Linked DNA regions of Mus musculus: region 2 is linked to region 1. A link is a contact called in public Micro-C data. All regions are on one chromosome and are shown on one strand. Each heading gives the region's core, a stretch centred on a gene start, on an enhancer-like site or on the middle of the called end of the contact. The rest is flanking DNA. Distances are from core to core; before and after follow the strand shown. Region 1 overlaps Aldh4a1 (aldehyde dehydrogenase 4 family, member A1). Region 2 overlaps Arhgef10l (Rho guanine nucleotide exchange factor (GEF) 10-like).

Region 1 (7,647 bases), core at 2,823-5,322:
ACCATTAGGCAGAAGACCCAGAACCTTCTGGCTTCCCTGTCATATCCTCAGGTAAAGCAGCCAGGCCCTGGGGAGCGCAGGAGGCTTAGCACAGCACGTGCTAAGGCATCCTCCCTCCTGGGGGCTCCTCTCCCACTAAGGGTGTGCTCTCTCTGGCCCTGCACCCCAATCCCATCTCAGGCATCAGCCATGGCCACACCACAGGGAGCCAGCAAGCCCACAGGGACTGCAGCAGCTGTGGCAATGGCGTGCTAGGCCACAGCCAGCACTGACAGCGACAGGGACAGGGACGAGTCTTGGACAGGTCTGAACTCCTGAGCTCCCTCCGGCTGTGAGCCATTTCTGTCAGCCATGAAACCAGGCGGCATCGGAAAACAGCATGACGCCATGCCCGAGGACAGCCCGAAGCAGTCACCTCCTTCATGATGGGTTCCTGTGGGTCCTTGCTCTCAATGATACATGGTTCCACGTAGTAACCCACTGACTCGTTACACTGGCCCCCTGCCAGGATGCTGAGGCTGGGCGAGGAACGTGCATGCTCCAACCACTTCTTAATGCGAGCAAAGGCCTAGGGTGGGTGAGTGGGAGCATCAGAGAGAGCCACTCCCTGCCTGCCCCGCCCCACCCCGCCCCACCCCGCCCAGTATTCACCCCAAAATACCTCTGCCTAAAGGTGAGGGGGAACAGGGTTGGAGACACTGAAAGCCTGGCTAAGCCATGGTAGGGACACAGAGAAGAGTCCACATTGAGTATGTGTGTGTATGTATTATAACATGTGTCCCTGTCTGAATGCATGTGCGGTATGTGGTTGTGTCGATGTAGTGTGTGTGTGGTGTTTACCTAAGTGCATGTGTGATATGTGTATGCTGCATATGTCTACGGCGTGTGTGTATGAGTGAGTATGCTGTGGTTTTGGAAGCTGGGTATATGTATATGTATGTGTTATGTAGCGGGTGGCAAGAACACGTGGGGTCAAACCACAGTTGTCCTTACATACCAACAGATTCCGAGACAGACACACAGAAAGGTGCATACATAGCGACATGTTTACATTGAAGCACGCTCTTAGCAGGGATGCCTGCCGGGCATGTGGCTACAGAGATGTGTTTTCAAGGCTATATCTACATCATGGTCTCAGAGCTGTGCTCTCAAGTACACATGTGGGGCCTGCCTGTATGTGTGCGTACACGAGTGTGTGTACACATGCACACTTTAGGGGCTTGCTGAGTCTGGTCTGAGTATGGGCAGACAATTTCCCGCCGTGGATGATCCAGCCTTCTTCCAAGCCAGGGAGGCACATGTATAGTTACCAGCAACACTGACCAGCCTGTCCCACTCTGTCCCACATCTGTGCCCAGTGCCCCTCCCCCAGAAAGCACTGCATCTCACCCCCTACCTTGGCATCAATCACTGCGGAGAAGAAGGTCCCAAAGTCCTCTGCAGGCTGAGGAAGAGACAGACAGACAGACAGAGACAGAAAGTGAGACACTGTAGGGCAAAGAGGAAGGGACCCTTTTTCCTACATGCACCCCACCCCACAAGCGCAGAGCCCCCAAGGAAGGACCCAGCCTCAGAGAGCCAGAGAGAGCCGCAGGGAGGCACTCAAATTGCTGGAGAGAGCGAGCTGAGCAAGCGACCTCCAATCCCATCAGCCACCTGCTGTGAGAGCCAAGGCCCCACTCACATCCCCCACTTTGATCCTGCTGTGTTCCTCCAGCAGTCGCCCTTTGATCTGCGGCCACAGCGACTTCGGCACGTAGAGGCGCGAGCAGGCTGAGCACTTCTGGCCGCCGTACTCGAATGCCGAGCGCAGCGTCCCGCTCACCACGCTGTCCACGTCGGCCGAGCTGTGCACAAAATGGAAATTCTTCCCGCCACACTCTGCAGGGCACAGAGTGTGGCCATCACTGGGTGCGGCCCGGACCACCGCCCACACCCATCCGCAGCGCCACACTCAGCAGAAGAGAGGGAGAGGGAGCCACAAGCCAGACCTGCTCCACTCCATAGTTGGGGAAGCAAGGCTGGGGGAGGGAACAGGAAAACACAGGGCTTCGGCAGGCACCAACTCCCCATCACAGAGAAAACCAAAAGAGCACCACAAGCCAAGCTCCCAAGGGCCCGCCCACCCATTCCTAAAGGCGGGCCAGGCTTTCCTGAAACCTACGGGGGGGGGGGGCGCGGGGGAGCGGACCCATCTACTCCTTTACATGACCTTCAGACAGGTCATGGCACCCTCCAGCCTCAGTTTACCGGCTCAGAAACAAGTTACATCAGACAGCCAAAAGCACACACCACCTGCCAGGTGCTGGAGGTGCTGTTCCTAACTATCAGTCTGCCCAAGTCTTGAGGACCACTTCCATTGTCCTGCCCCCATCTCAAAGATGAATACACTGAGAAGCCTTGATGCAGCCACTGGCTCCAGGGTGGGCCATGGCCCACATGAAGGAGAGGTTGCCCCCTCCCCTGCAGAGTTCATAAGTCCATAACTGAGAAGCTCAGTTGCTATGGGCAACCCAGGCACACATCAGAGGCCAGCTAACTCAGGAAGGGCCTCCCATGGGTCCCACCTCACACTAGGGGTTAGAAGGCTGAGCCATCATCAGTCCCGGCTTCTACTGTCAAGTGCACCCCAGGCAGAAGTTCTCTGAGGTCTCAGCAAAGTGTGTTCTACAACTCCTGGCCCCACGGGGACTGTGCAAAATGGGGTTCCGTGGCCCAGGGAGTCCGGGAAACACTGCATAGCCAGTTATACTCTCTGAGGATATAAATGGAGTACTAAAAGCTCTGAGAAACCCTGGAGGAGGAGAGTCCATTGGCTTTGCCTCACAACGTGCATCAAGTGTTTGTGATCAGAGAATGGTTTCTCAGGGAGAGAGTTACCACTGCTGATGAGAGACCACGCTGCTGTCCTCTCAGCTAGCTTCCTCCTTTCCTGTCCCCCCTCCACACCCACAAATGGGCTCCTTCCTCCCCTGCTCAGACCCGTGCTTTCCACACAGCAGCCCTGAGTCATGTGTGCCACCAACACAGGTCCAAAAAGGAACACAGCTTTCAGTCCCCGCCACAGGCATGATTAGGTGTTTCATGCTCACACATAGCTCCGGGGGCGGGGGGGGGGGGGAGGAGTGTCACTGTGCAGGCTGATAGAGAAGTCCCCATTGTTGGCTCAAAGGATCCCAAGAAGATCCAAGTGACCCTTCTCTTTCTCCTGGTTGCTCATAATGGCTCAGGAAGGGGGGGTCCCTGGAAGCGTGTGAGGGGCGGGGCTCACCTCCAGCCAAGCGTGGGAAGGTACGGAACCGGTCCAGGTTCTGGGCCACCTGCCTCCACAGGTGTTTGAAGGTGCTAGAACCAAGAGACACAGTGTCAAGAAGCCACGAGAGGAAGAGGCTAAAAAGACCTGGGGGAAATGCCTAAGGCGGGTGTGCAGGGGTCACGGTAGTACCAGGAGGAACTAAGTGGATACTGGCAGCTGTGATGGGGGTGGGGTGGCACCCAGAAGGCCCAGATGTGAAAACAGATAGTGCTGGTCCCGGGCTCTGACACAGGGCTGTGTGAAGTGTCGCCAAGCCTCCAATTCTGCACCTCACCTGAAGAATGAGCTCGGCCCACAGGCGTTCCAGAATAAGCCCGAACTTAGGCTCACGCTGGGCACACTGCAGTCGCTCAAAAGCAACACACACCTCGGTGGCTATGGGGAGCATCCTGGCCCAGGGCCTGGCCTGACAGACCAAACCAACAGCTCAGGCCACCCGGACCTGCCGCCCCTGAGACACAAGCCTCCTCCCCGGGCTTCACTGTGACCAACCTCAACACCACAAAACAATAAAAATGCTAATCACCCGGCACAGCAGCTAACGGTAATTTATGACTTTGCTACCTTCGGCCTAGCAGCTTGCTAGAGCGTAGCAAACAGGGGGCCAGGCCCTCTCTCTGCCTGCTAACAGGCAGAGACCCGAGCACTGGCAGGACAGGCCTCTGGGGAAAAGGCCCTGTCAGCACTCCTCAAGCTACCAACCACCCACACTGGCGAACCAGGCACGGAGGGTGCAGAGACGCCATTGCAGGTGCCACACAGTAAGGGCTGCAGATGCTAAATGGGACACGGGGCTGTCCCAGTCAGCTCCACCCACTCGACCAGAAAGCTCCTCAGTCAGTGACCTACACATGACTCAACTGCCCCCAAGCCTGTATACCCTGACAGTATCAATCCCTCTTCCTACCGAGGCCAGACTGTCCCGGACTCAGACCCTGGCTGCAGACCCCCACTGGCTCACCACCCTGCTTGGTGTACTATGCCCTAGGCTCTGAGATCTCTACATGATCCATAGCTATTATCCCAATCCCTGAAGCTCCCAACTTCCAGACCTTTTGAAGCCGAATCCTAGGAGAGAGTACAGACAGGAGAGGAGGGCAAACAGTGGGCAGACCTGGGATACACAGACCCAGGTATGGAGAGGGTCTGAGGAAGCTACAAAGTGTTGTCCACCTCTAGCTAATGAGACGTGCAGGCCCAGGGGGACCGGAACATACACCACATAAGGTTTAAAAGATAAAACACTCCCAATTAGACATGTCCGGGCTATGGCTCTTAGGAATCCAAGAAAACAAAGCTAGCCCCTCTTAGATCCAATGGGCAACCCCAGCCTGAAACAGTACAGTGCTTAGACCAATTCCCTAGAACCTTCCGCGTCTCCCACCACCTTCCGCGTGCAGCCCACACACACCTCTGCAGATTCGGAAGACTCCTAGGAGCTGCTGGGCCAAATCTGAAAGATGGGACCCAGGGAGGCGGAGTGGACAGGTGGCGAGCAGGGACCTTGACCTCATAGCTAACTTATCTCCAGCCTTGACACAGAACTCTGTGCTTCGGGGGGGGGGGGGTGGGGGGTGTTGGGGGTTGGGGGTTGGAAGACACTTGCTGAGTCTGCGTGCTGATGCCTGGTCTGCCCCTCTGACTCCACCCTCCAGGCCCAGGGGACACGCCCTGCAAAGTATCACAGGCTTAGCCAGCAGGCCCCCTTAGTATCCTCCTCCTTCCTATAACCCTGTTCCCACCTCCTCACCTCTGCCTAGCCAACCTTCCACGGGGGTGCCTCCTCCACAATGCAGGCCCAGCATCTCCTGTTTCCAGCTCACCCGTTCATGCCCTCTGTGGTGGGAGGCTGTCCTCAGCCACGGGCTGTGTTTCCAGCCCACACAATGGTTCACCTTTTCCATCCTTTCAAAGATTCACCAAGATAGGGACCCCTCCACTCTCATTCGGCACAGTGGCTCGCCCATGCTCACACAGAGGGAGTGGGCAAGGCCAGCGTGTGACCGCTGGGTTCACAGCCGCAAACATCAGCTCATATCCCTACACCCCATGTCCCGTCCCACCCCCTCAGGGACTTACGGGACACTGCCTGTAAAATTGATGCCACAAAGGTGCTCTGAGCTGGTGACTGTGTCCCCGAAGGTTGGCCCGTCGGCTGGCACAAACTGGATTATGTTGGGGGGCAAGCCGGCCTCCCGGAGGATGCGGTAGACGGCGTAGCTAGCCAGCATGGCAGTGTCACTGGGCTTCCACAGAACCACGTTGCCCTGTCATAAAGGTGTCAAACATGATTCACAAGGTGGCGAAAGACCAACCATGCCAGCATGTATCCCGCTGCACAGCACGGTCACCCCTATGGGAACCTGATTCAGACCCTATCCAAGCTCACTGTGCTGTCAAGCTCACAGCACTGTTTGTGCTGTTTTCCAGAGGCCCCTGCCATGGAGACCCCAGTCTTCACCTCTCACTCTGGCCTGGGCCCCCTTTCCCTGCAAGCCTGGGCCGAGTCTTGCCTTCATTCCAGGTTACGACTGTTCCCAGTGTTCTGGGACATCCCAGGGTGTGGCTGGACAAGTACGCACACACTACATGCACGTGCGCTGAGTCAGAGCACGTGCAGCCTCATAGGCACCAGGAGGGCCCGATCCACAATGCACGAGGCTGTCCCTGTGCATGCACAGAGAGCACAAACGCCATGCCTAAGGTCCAGGCTGCTGGACCAACACCAGCTCTCTTCCTGGCAGGCTTTTGGATCCCCCACATCAGCCTGGGAGCTCCCTCAGGTACAGGTGCCTTCTCTCAACAATGACAGAAGACCTGTGGCTTTCAGTTCAGAGCTCCAGACTCCAAATTCCTATCTATCCCTCCACAAGTTCCTAATGGGCATCTCAGGTATCACCTGGCAAAGAGGCACAGGGGCAGCCACCCCTCTCATAGCTTTTCAAGTTAACTGACATCGTTAGCACACAGTGTCAATGGCTGCCACACATATGAGTCCTCTAGGTCACCAGCAACAGCAGCAGCAGCTGTCAGATCCATGGCTCAGTCTTGGCTGGATCTGCCTGGCATCTAGCATATCTCAATCTTTGTGAGTTGATGGTGTGAGCCCTGATACACACACACACACACACACACACACACACACACACACGCACACACATGCTATTGCTCCTGCTGAATGGAGGAGGAAACTGTGCCTCTCAGCTTGGGTTCTGCCCTGGTCTCCCACAAATGGACAAGGCTGTAAGATAAACCAAGAGCTGGAACCCAAAAACGTATCCACAGCCCCAGCTGCTACTCTCTGTACTTCTCCCATAACTATGGGCAGACTGGGTTTGAGATCCGGGGTGTGACTAACTGGCCCCTGGCCCCGGTCCTCACCATTAAGGCCGGAGCGCCTGCCAGGTTGCCTCCAATCGCGGTGAAGTTGAAGGGAGAGATGGCCGCCACGAAGCCCTGAGGGAGAGGGAGCTTGTGAGATGAAGCTCAATGCTCCTAGGAGGCCCTGTGGCTCACTGCCTGCCCTGCAGTACCTCCAGTCCCCGGTACACCGTGTGGTTGGTGCTGGGTGGCACACTGATGGGCTGTTCCCCCTCCAGTTCCACGGCGAACTTTGCGTTGAACCTGAAGAAGTCGATGAGTTCGGCTGCAGCATCGATCTCTGCTTGGATCACGGTCTTGCCCTGTTAGGATGGCGGCCCAGCTTCAATGACACCAGACAGGCCAGAGCCAGCTCAGAGAAGGGAACAAAACCTCCAATGGGCTGACCATGCCTTGCCCCAGGACTGAGGAGGGAAAGGACCTGATTCTCAGACCTCTGACCATCTTGCAGAGGTACGCGGTTCATAATTCTTTGGCATATTGTTAGAGTGTGTAGCGTAGGAGACTAAGACCTTCAGGGTGCTTCCTAAAATCCCTTGAATCTAAGACCTTCAGGGTGCTTCCTAAAATCCCTTGAATCTCAAGCCAAACAAAAAGGCTGTGACAACCACACATGACGATGTCTCATCACAATCGCAACTCTGAAGGGAAGGCGAGGAGCTGTCATCCCACCTCCACGCAGCAGAGGGCGCTCTTGTCACAGAGCTGGGTGAGTAGGTGGGCAGCCTGGGGTTTTGGTGGCTGTTAATTCTTAAGGAATTCAGGTGAGCATTTCCTGGAGCAGACTAAACCTCTCTCCATGACTCCGTCCTCAGTGCAGTGTGCTGCTCACTCTACAAAACCATTTCTCAAAATCCCATTTTTCATTTGACAACTTAAAGATGAATATCAAGCAAGACACCTCTCACATGGGCAGTAAATATACAATTAACAGCCCACTGCGGCCTGAG
Region 2 (7,503 bases), core at 872-3,371, 950 kb before region 1:
ATGTTGGCTGGGTGTGAGACCCCCTTTCTCTCTGCCTGTGACCTCTTTATAAGCAATTGTTGTGACCCACCCAGGGCAGTCTGGGAAGGGTGGGCTCATTACTGAAACACCCACGATGACTTCAGGTCCCATTCTGTTCAGCTCAGCCTGTGACCCTGGCTCTAATGCATCCCTATTCTTTTGACCCTTAGAGAGGTAAGGAGCCAGAGGCCAAGGGACTTGATGGCTTCTCTCTATAGCTGAGCAGGGCTTAGGGTAGAGCCCATCCTGCCTAGTGTGCTGGGGGTAAGCGGGCAGTGCTGCTGACAGGAACAGTTTCATTTATATGAGTGAAGCTCAGAGAGGTGAGGAGGTGACATGGTCACACAACAGCCAGTGACTGGCAAGGCCAGGATTCGGCTTTATATAAGGGTAAGAAGACATTATCCCTCTGTCCGTCTGCCATCAGTCATCCCTCCTCCATCCATTGATCCATCCATCCATCCATTTAATAAACCCAGAGGCTGTAGTAATAGATGGTATGCTATGGCTCCCAGCATTGAATCATTACTAAGCTCCAGGCTCTACATGGGACACGCGGAGACACGTATGCATCTCAATCATGCATAAATGTCTGCTTCTCTGTCTAGCGTTCTCCAGATAGCATGTGAGCCAGTTACCCACTGTTCATGCTTCCATGTTGTAGCCCATCCCTCCTTTCTTTCCTTCTGTCACTTCCCTTCTCCCCCCATCCCCTACAACCTCGATTCACTCACCATTTCCTCCAGGGAATGCCAGGGTCAGCTTGGGCTAGCTTGTCTGCATTATAAGTCCATGTTCAATGGTGTTACTTTGATAGCACCTGGCTGGCCAGGGTGAGGGTTTGCACACTGCGGAGACACCAAGACTCAGGGCTTGTATCCCCAAGAACCAGTTGGTAAGTATTTACTAGCTCAGCACTGCCTCTGGACATCCTGCTGTCTGTCCATCATCCATTTGCCCAGCTGGAGCTACCCATCCAAATGTAGACAATTGTTTGTTTATTTGTTCATTCACCTATCATACATCTATCCACCCTCCCACCCACCCACCCATCCATCCATCCATCCATCCATCCATCCATCCATCCATCCATCCATCCATCCATCCACCCATCCATCCATCCATCCATCCATCCATCCATCTACCCACCCACTCACCCATCCATCCACCCACTCACCCATCCATCCACCCACTCACCCATCCATCCACCCACCTACTCACCCATCCATCCACCCACTCACCCATCCATCCACCCACTCACCCACCCATCTACCCATCCACCCACCCACCCATCCATCCACACATCCACCCATCCACCCACTCACCCATCCACTCACCCACCCATCCATCCATCCACCCACCCACCTACCCATCCACCCACCTATCCACCCACCCACCTGTCCATCTGTCCATCCTTGTACATATCCATCTCTCTATGCCGTCCACTCATCAGTCCAGCCATCCTCTAACCACGTGTCCCTTTCTCTAGGCATTTGCCCACATAACTGTTCATTGTCCCTACCCTGTCACTCAACCCACCTACCCCCTGTCAGCCATCCATCTCACAACCTCTTATGCTGTAAGCCCCATCGTCAGGCCTGGGGTATCTAAGGATTGTTTCCCTTTCTCCATGAGAGGGACATCTGGGCTCACTTCCCTGTCCACTCTGCTGCCCAGCAGCTGGGATTCCCTGCAGTAGAGACCCAGTTTCAGCTGCCTGGCATGCTGAGCTGAAAGCCGTAGGTGCAGATTCCAGCTGGACGCACCCAGACTGCTATCCTGTCCGCCTGCCCCGATTGTCCGTCTGCCATGTGACCTGAGTCTCCTTTTCCCCTGTTGTCTGTGTTTTGTGTCCTCGCTGTCCCGCCTGCTCTTCTCGCCTGCTCTCCTTCTGCCTGGCCGCTTGGGGCCCCAGCTTTCTCCAGACCTGACTAGGCTAAAGGAGAGATACGTCAGGACTAAGAGAGACATCTTGGCTTTGAGAGTTGGGGGTAGAGACATGCAGGAGCTGAAGCTCAAGTGCGATTGTAAGGTACTGTCACATCCCTTGCTCCTGGCCCCAGGGGTGGGGGTGGGGCGTTCTGCTGGCCCACAGAGGAGTGGGGGGTGAGCCTGGGGAGTCTGTCACCTGGTTGTCCTTCACATCTGCACTGCAGGAGGGCGGAGCCATGAGCCAACTGTTCCTTCCACTTCCTCATTTTTGCCTAGACATGCCCCCCCCCCGCCCTGCCTTACACCTGCCACAAGGGTGCCAATGAGCCCCAAGAATGCCTGGTGGCATTGCACTTAACCCCTTGAGAATGACCTGGGGTTCTCTCTCTCTCTCTCTCTTTTTTTAAGATTTATTTATTATTATACATAAGTACACTGTAGCTGTCTTCAGACACCAGAAAAGGGCATCAGATCTCATTACAGGTGGTTGTGAGCCACCATGTGGTTGCTGGGATTTGAACTCAGGACCTTTGGAAGAGCAGTCAGTGCTCTTACCTGCTGAGCCATCGCGCCAGCCCTCTCTCTCTTTTTAATTCAGGTTCCTAGCCAGAACCAGGTAGCCACACACCTGTAATTCTAACTTGGGAGGCTAAGGCAGGAGGATTGGGAATTCAAGACCAGTGTGGGCTACATAGTAGGACTAGGCTTCTGGGTAACGCTGCTGACAGCAGTAGCTAGCCTTAACTGTGCACCACACAACATGAGCCATGGAGCCCTATGGACCCGGGTTCAGTCCCAGCCTCACTACCTCCTCTCTGAATGACCCTGGGCAGCAGACCCCTCTGGGTCCGCATTTCTCTGCCCTCAGTAGCAGCAACCCCAGGGTGGATGCTGGGACTGAATGTGAAGCCCGTAAGGTACTTGGTGACGTTTGGCTCTATGAGCTTAGTGATGGTGGCCACCGTTACTGTCCCCGGGGCACCCAGCGATGCCTGCCTTTCCACTGTGATTTAGCGTTAAGGAAAGTAGGCAGTGGTTGGTGGTCACTCCAGCAGTCAGCAGCAGTGTTGGGCTCTGTCTGGGCATGCTGGGCTCTGATGCTGTCAGTCATACAGTTCTGCCTGCATAGGAACCAGGGCCAGCAACAGGACAGGGAGGGACCCCAGCAGACATCGCTGGAGGTTGCGACCGATGAAGGGAGCAAGGAGAGGAAGGCAGGAGCCCATGGAGGCTTGCACGGTGTGGAAGGGCGCACATGCCAGGCCTGGGGAGCCTTCTGGGGTGTTCACCTGCTGTGCTCTAAGATGCCAAGCGGAAGGAAGGGCTCTGGTGACTCCCGAAGGCCCCTTGAACGATTCTGAGGTTAGACCCATTGATGGCTCCATCTAGGGATATAACCACCATAGTCCACTGTCTCAGAAGAGAGGCAGTTTCTGGGGTTGATGTCTGTTCCTCCTTTAGATTTTGGGTTTAGGTACTTATGATCCTTCTTCCCAAGAGACCAAGAATCATGACTGTGGATACAGGGAGGGGTGGGGACCCGCTTCCCTTTTCTCCTGTTTCCTGAAAACCTGTCTTGTTCCTAAAAAGCCACTACCCTGTGTTGGTTCTCCAGTCTCAGCCCCTCCCACCCCCCTCTCAGCAAGCCTCCCCCAGGCTCTCAGCTCCCTCCTCTCCTTAGGCTCTCAATGTCCCCAAGTTCTCAGATCCTCTAGGCTCTCATCCCCCCCAGGCTTTCAGTAACCCCCAGGCTCTTAGGTCCCCACCAGTTTCTCAGTCCCTAGGGTCTCAGTCCCCCAGGCTCTCAGCCCCCCAAGGCTCTCAGTACCTCTAGGCTCTCCCAGCTTCTCCTAGGCTCTTAGAACCCCTAGGCTGTCAGTACCCACAAGCTCTCAGTACCTCCAGACTCTCAGTATCCCCTCCCCAAGACTCTCAGTACCCTCAGGCTCTGGGTCCATCCTCACTCAGACCCCCATGAAGAGAAGTGTGTAGCTCCCTTCAGCTGGGAGCCAAAGAGCTGTCAGAGGTAAAAGTGAGAGCCCTGAACCCAGGAGGACCCTGTCTCCCAGATCTGCATCCTCACCTTTATCAGAGTCTGAGGAAGGAGGGGGTTTCCTGGAACATCCACGCCGTGGCTGTGGGGCTCTTCCCATTAACAGTGACACGAAATCACAATCTCTAATTCTTAGTCACACGGCAGGCACAGCCAGAGTGCCCACTAGTCCACACATGGCCCTTGTATTGGACGGGGGTCACCCTTGAGGAACATCATGGTAGCTAATGCTGCTGGTGCTGGGGTAGGAACAGGGCAAAGGGGCAGATGTTTCCTGTCAGGTCCGGGTATCTGCTTCCCACTCTGATCACCCTCCTTTTGCCTCAAGGCCCGCTTGGCTGGCTTTATTGGCAGCACCAGGGTGTGGCTTCTGCATCTTGGGGCCTCAGTGTTCCCTCCCTGTGGGCAGAGGCTCAGAATGGAACCCGGCTGTTGGGAAAGAGGGGTGGGGCTTCTTATCTGTCTCAGCAGATGAATCAATGGGACAGAGCTTGGGGAGCAGGTTGCCTCAGTGATCTTCCTAGATCTGCCTGGCCTGTTCGTTTTCTGCCCAACCTGGGAGGGTAGCTTGGGCTCTTCAGTCTGAGGTTCAGAGAGATGGAGTGACCTGTCCATTTGCTGACGAGTGTCAGAGCCGGGATTTGAACTCAGACCTGGCCCTTTCGCCATCCAACCACCTCTTTAAGTGGAGGAAAGAGGTTATATGCTCTTTCCTGTCCTCTGGGGGACCCTGGGGCATGGGTAAATCTCCCTCCCTGACTCTCCTGGTCTTGCTGCTCACCCATCGGGTGAGGGATGGAAGAGGGCTGGCTGGCTCTGATGTCTGGGCTGAGGTCCCTTGGAGGCAGGCGTGCCGGTTCCCCTCAGTCTCTGACGAGCCCCCTCTGCCTTTACCCAGATGACCCAGCTCATGAAGGCCGCCAAGAGCGGGACCAGGGATGGGCTGGAGAAGACCCGGATGGCCGTCATGCGAAAAGTCTCCTTTCTGCATAGGAAAGATGTCCTCGGTGAGCAGGGGCTTTGCTCAGCAGCGTGCTGGGGGTGGGGCGTGCTGGGGGTGATACCACTGGTGTCTGGCCTCTTTGGAACTGAACCCCAGATATCTGGGTCAGTCCCAGCTTGCTCCCCACACCTCTGACCTGTATGGTTGGTTTCTTCTGTGAGCCTTGGGGCCTCATGTCAGCGTGTGGCCCTGGCTGTTGCCCTCCTGTCTCCTGGTTCACCTGGCCTTTTCTAGAATGTTCTTTGTCCATCTTTGTCTCACCAGTACTTATTGAATGCCTCCCAAACACTGTCCTCAGTGACTCTTAACAGCATTTCTTCCTGGGGCTCCGGGTGCAGAGGGAAGGCAATATACAAATAGGGAAGGGTGGCTCATGAGATGCTGGGGAGCTGAAGTCAATGTTTGTGAAGTATCTTCGGGGTAGGAGTATCATGTGCCAATTTGCAGATGAGGGGACAGGTGCAGAGAGGTAGTAGACTTTCCTAAGGATGCACCAGCATGGAGGTGGAGGTCAGGGTAGCTCTAAGGGCCCACTGGATGCTTACTCTTGACCTTAAAGACCTGAGAGTCACCCAGGTTTTAGACAGAAGTTTCCCATGGTTAGGTTCGGTCAGTTGACCATTTATTTATTCAACAGCTGTGCACTAAGGGCTGTTATGAATAGGACCCCACAGTCCTGAGATATGGCTGTGGGCAGAGTGGCTAGGAATTCTGCCCTGGCTTCTGGAAAAGCCAATGCTCTGGCCAGACGAGAGATGAAGGTGTGAGAAATGGGGTAGTATGATGTCCTTCAGTCACAACAGGCGCTCTAGGGGTGGGGGAGGGGCCGGGGCGGGTGGTGGAGGGAGCAGAGGAGGAAGATGGGGTGTGTGTGCCGAGTCCTCTGATGAGGTGGCATTTCACCCTCTGGGGTGAGTCATGCGAGTGGTTGAGGGGAGGGTTGCGTGAGGAAATGACGCAGGTGGAGAGAGGGTCCTGTGTTGCCTCTTTTTTTTTTTTTTTTTTTTGCTCACGTCTCAGCTGCCTGGGCCTTCATGCTCTGCAGGCACCAACAAGGCCGGCAGCTCCTGCACCTGCCAGTGCAGGCTTCACCTGGGAGTAGCTACCAGCAGGAGGCGAAGGTTCTTCTGTCCTCATGCTCACCCGCCATTGTCTTGGTCTTCTCTCTATCCTGGCCACTCTTCCCAGAGAACCCAGTTTCTCTGACCTCCCCCCTCCACCCAAGTGTCCAAATCCCACCAGGGTACTGATCCCCTCTTCCGGGTATTGTTCAGACCGGGGCCCTCATTGGGTTCCCAGCAAGACTCAGCACCTGGGATGTGTTGTCTTTGGTGACAACAGACAAGAAGATGCGGGGACAGAGATGTAGGGCAGTAGGTTAATGGTTAGTGATGTCTGGGCAGAATTCTGAGGGTGCCTCCTTGGCTGGGAGGAGGCCTCATCCGGGGAGTGTCTGTTGCCGGTCTCACACATGGACTGGCGCTTGGAAGGAACATGGCTCCAAGCCAGGGAGCACCCGTTGCGAGCCTCCATTGGGAGCCTCTGTTCCAGCCCTACTTTCTCCTCCGTGCATTGGGGCTGATAGCGGTTGCCGTCCTCTGAGGCCATGTTAGTGTATGTATGCAGGAAAGAGTCCTGCCCAGCAGGCATCGTTCTTGAGGCCGGTCAGCCCTGGCGGCTTTTGATGCCAGGATGGTATCATGCTGACTTGGGTCCCATCCAGTCTCCATGGCCTCGCAGCTGGGATCTCACCCAGTTCTCACAGAGGTAACGGGTAACACCGGCCAAACTGATCACTGCCTCACACACTCAGTACTGTGCTAAGTGGGCTGGACAGAGGCGGGGTACTTAGGGTTTATTCTCCTCCTTCCTTTTGGAGAGAGCCCGCGGTAGACAGCCTGGAGTAGACAGGGAGTAGACAGGCCTGGAGGCTGGGGACTCTTTCTGGGACACCCTCTCCACTCCGCCCACTAGCCCTGGGCCTAAAATGACCCTCCCCCAGGGACGTTATTAATAGCTGGGCGGCTCGGATCACAGGCCAAGAATGTTACCCAGCAGCTCATGGGGGAAGAGGAAGCCACGGAGTCAGCGACTGGGGTGGGTGCGCTGTGATGCCCGAGGCAATATGTGGGCCAGGCAGGAGGGTCTTCGCCAGCCACACCCTCACCCCCATGCGCTCATCCGCTGTCCGTCCTCCTCCTCCTCCTCTGTGTCCTGCTCAGGTAAGGGCCTGACTTCATGAACTGCTTCTCCAGCAGCTGGACTGGCTGTCACTTCTCGTTTTTCTCCGTCTCTCGCTTCCTGCCATCCGTGGCTGCCATGGGCTCCGGAGCCACTGAATAGCAAGGACGTATCACGCTGAGCCTCTCGTGGGAGACTCGGAGCCTGGAAGGATGGTCCTTCTGCATCCCGCCAGGCCTCCTTTTTGTCTTAGGGGCTTGGGCTGTTGTTGGGCATTTTTTTTTTCTTGCCATAGGCTAAGCCCAGCCGCAGT

Evidence for each region. A called contact is a pair of places that touch in the nucleus more often than the background predicts.
Region 2: a contact with region 1 is called in a Micro-C map of the G1E-ER4 cell line. The contact joins two enhancer-like sites. A contact is called at or near these places in 1 of 39 promoter capture datasets (liver), 2 of 484 Hi-C or Micro-C datasets (both in the G1E-ER4 cell line) and 4 of 115 datasets of contacts at active chromatin or transcription factors (acute myeloid leukemia, astrocytes, forebrain and 1 more).

What each region holds. Positions count from the first base shown.
Region 1 is chr4:139,636,311-139,643,957 of GRCm38.p6, reverse strand. It overlaps Aldh4a1 (aldehyde dehydrogenase 4 family, member A1), which reads right to left. Exons shown (of 15, transcript NM_175438.4): 6 at 6,850-6,999; 7 at 6,698-6,772; 8 at 5,396-5,583; 9 at 3,272-3,345; 10 at 1,685-1,881; 11 at 1,397-1,444; 12 at 416-568. Among named protein-coding and RNA genes, the nearest start is that of Mir7020, 3.9 kb to the left of the region's middle. Within about 2 kb of position 4,072, at least 55 of the 459 cell types and tissues checked have an H3K27ac peak or open chromatin away from gene starts, as enhancers often do. A contact at or near this core is called in the G1E-ER4 cell line and acute myeloid leukemia, where this site is marked.
Region 2 is chr4:140,581,334-140,588,836 of GRCm38.p6, reverse strand. It overlaps Arhgef10l (Rho guanine nucleotide exchange factor (GEF) 10-like), which reads left to right. Exons shown (of 29, transcript NM_001290803.1): 8 at 1,937-2,053; 9 at 4,905-5,013. Among named protein-coding and RNA genes, the nearest start is that of Gm42335, 20 kb to the left of the region's middle. Within about 2 kb of position 2,121, at least 15 of the 459 cell types and tissues checked have an H3K27ac peak or open chromatin away from gene starts, as enhancers often do. A contact at or near this core is called in the G1E-ER4 cell line and acute myeloid leukemia, where this site is marked.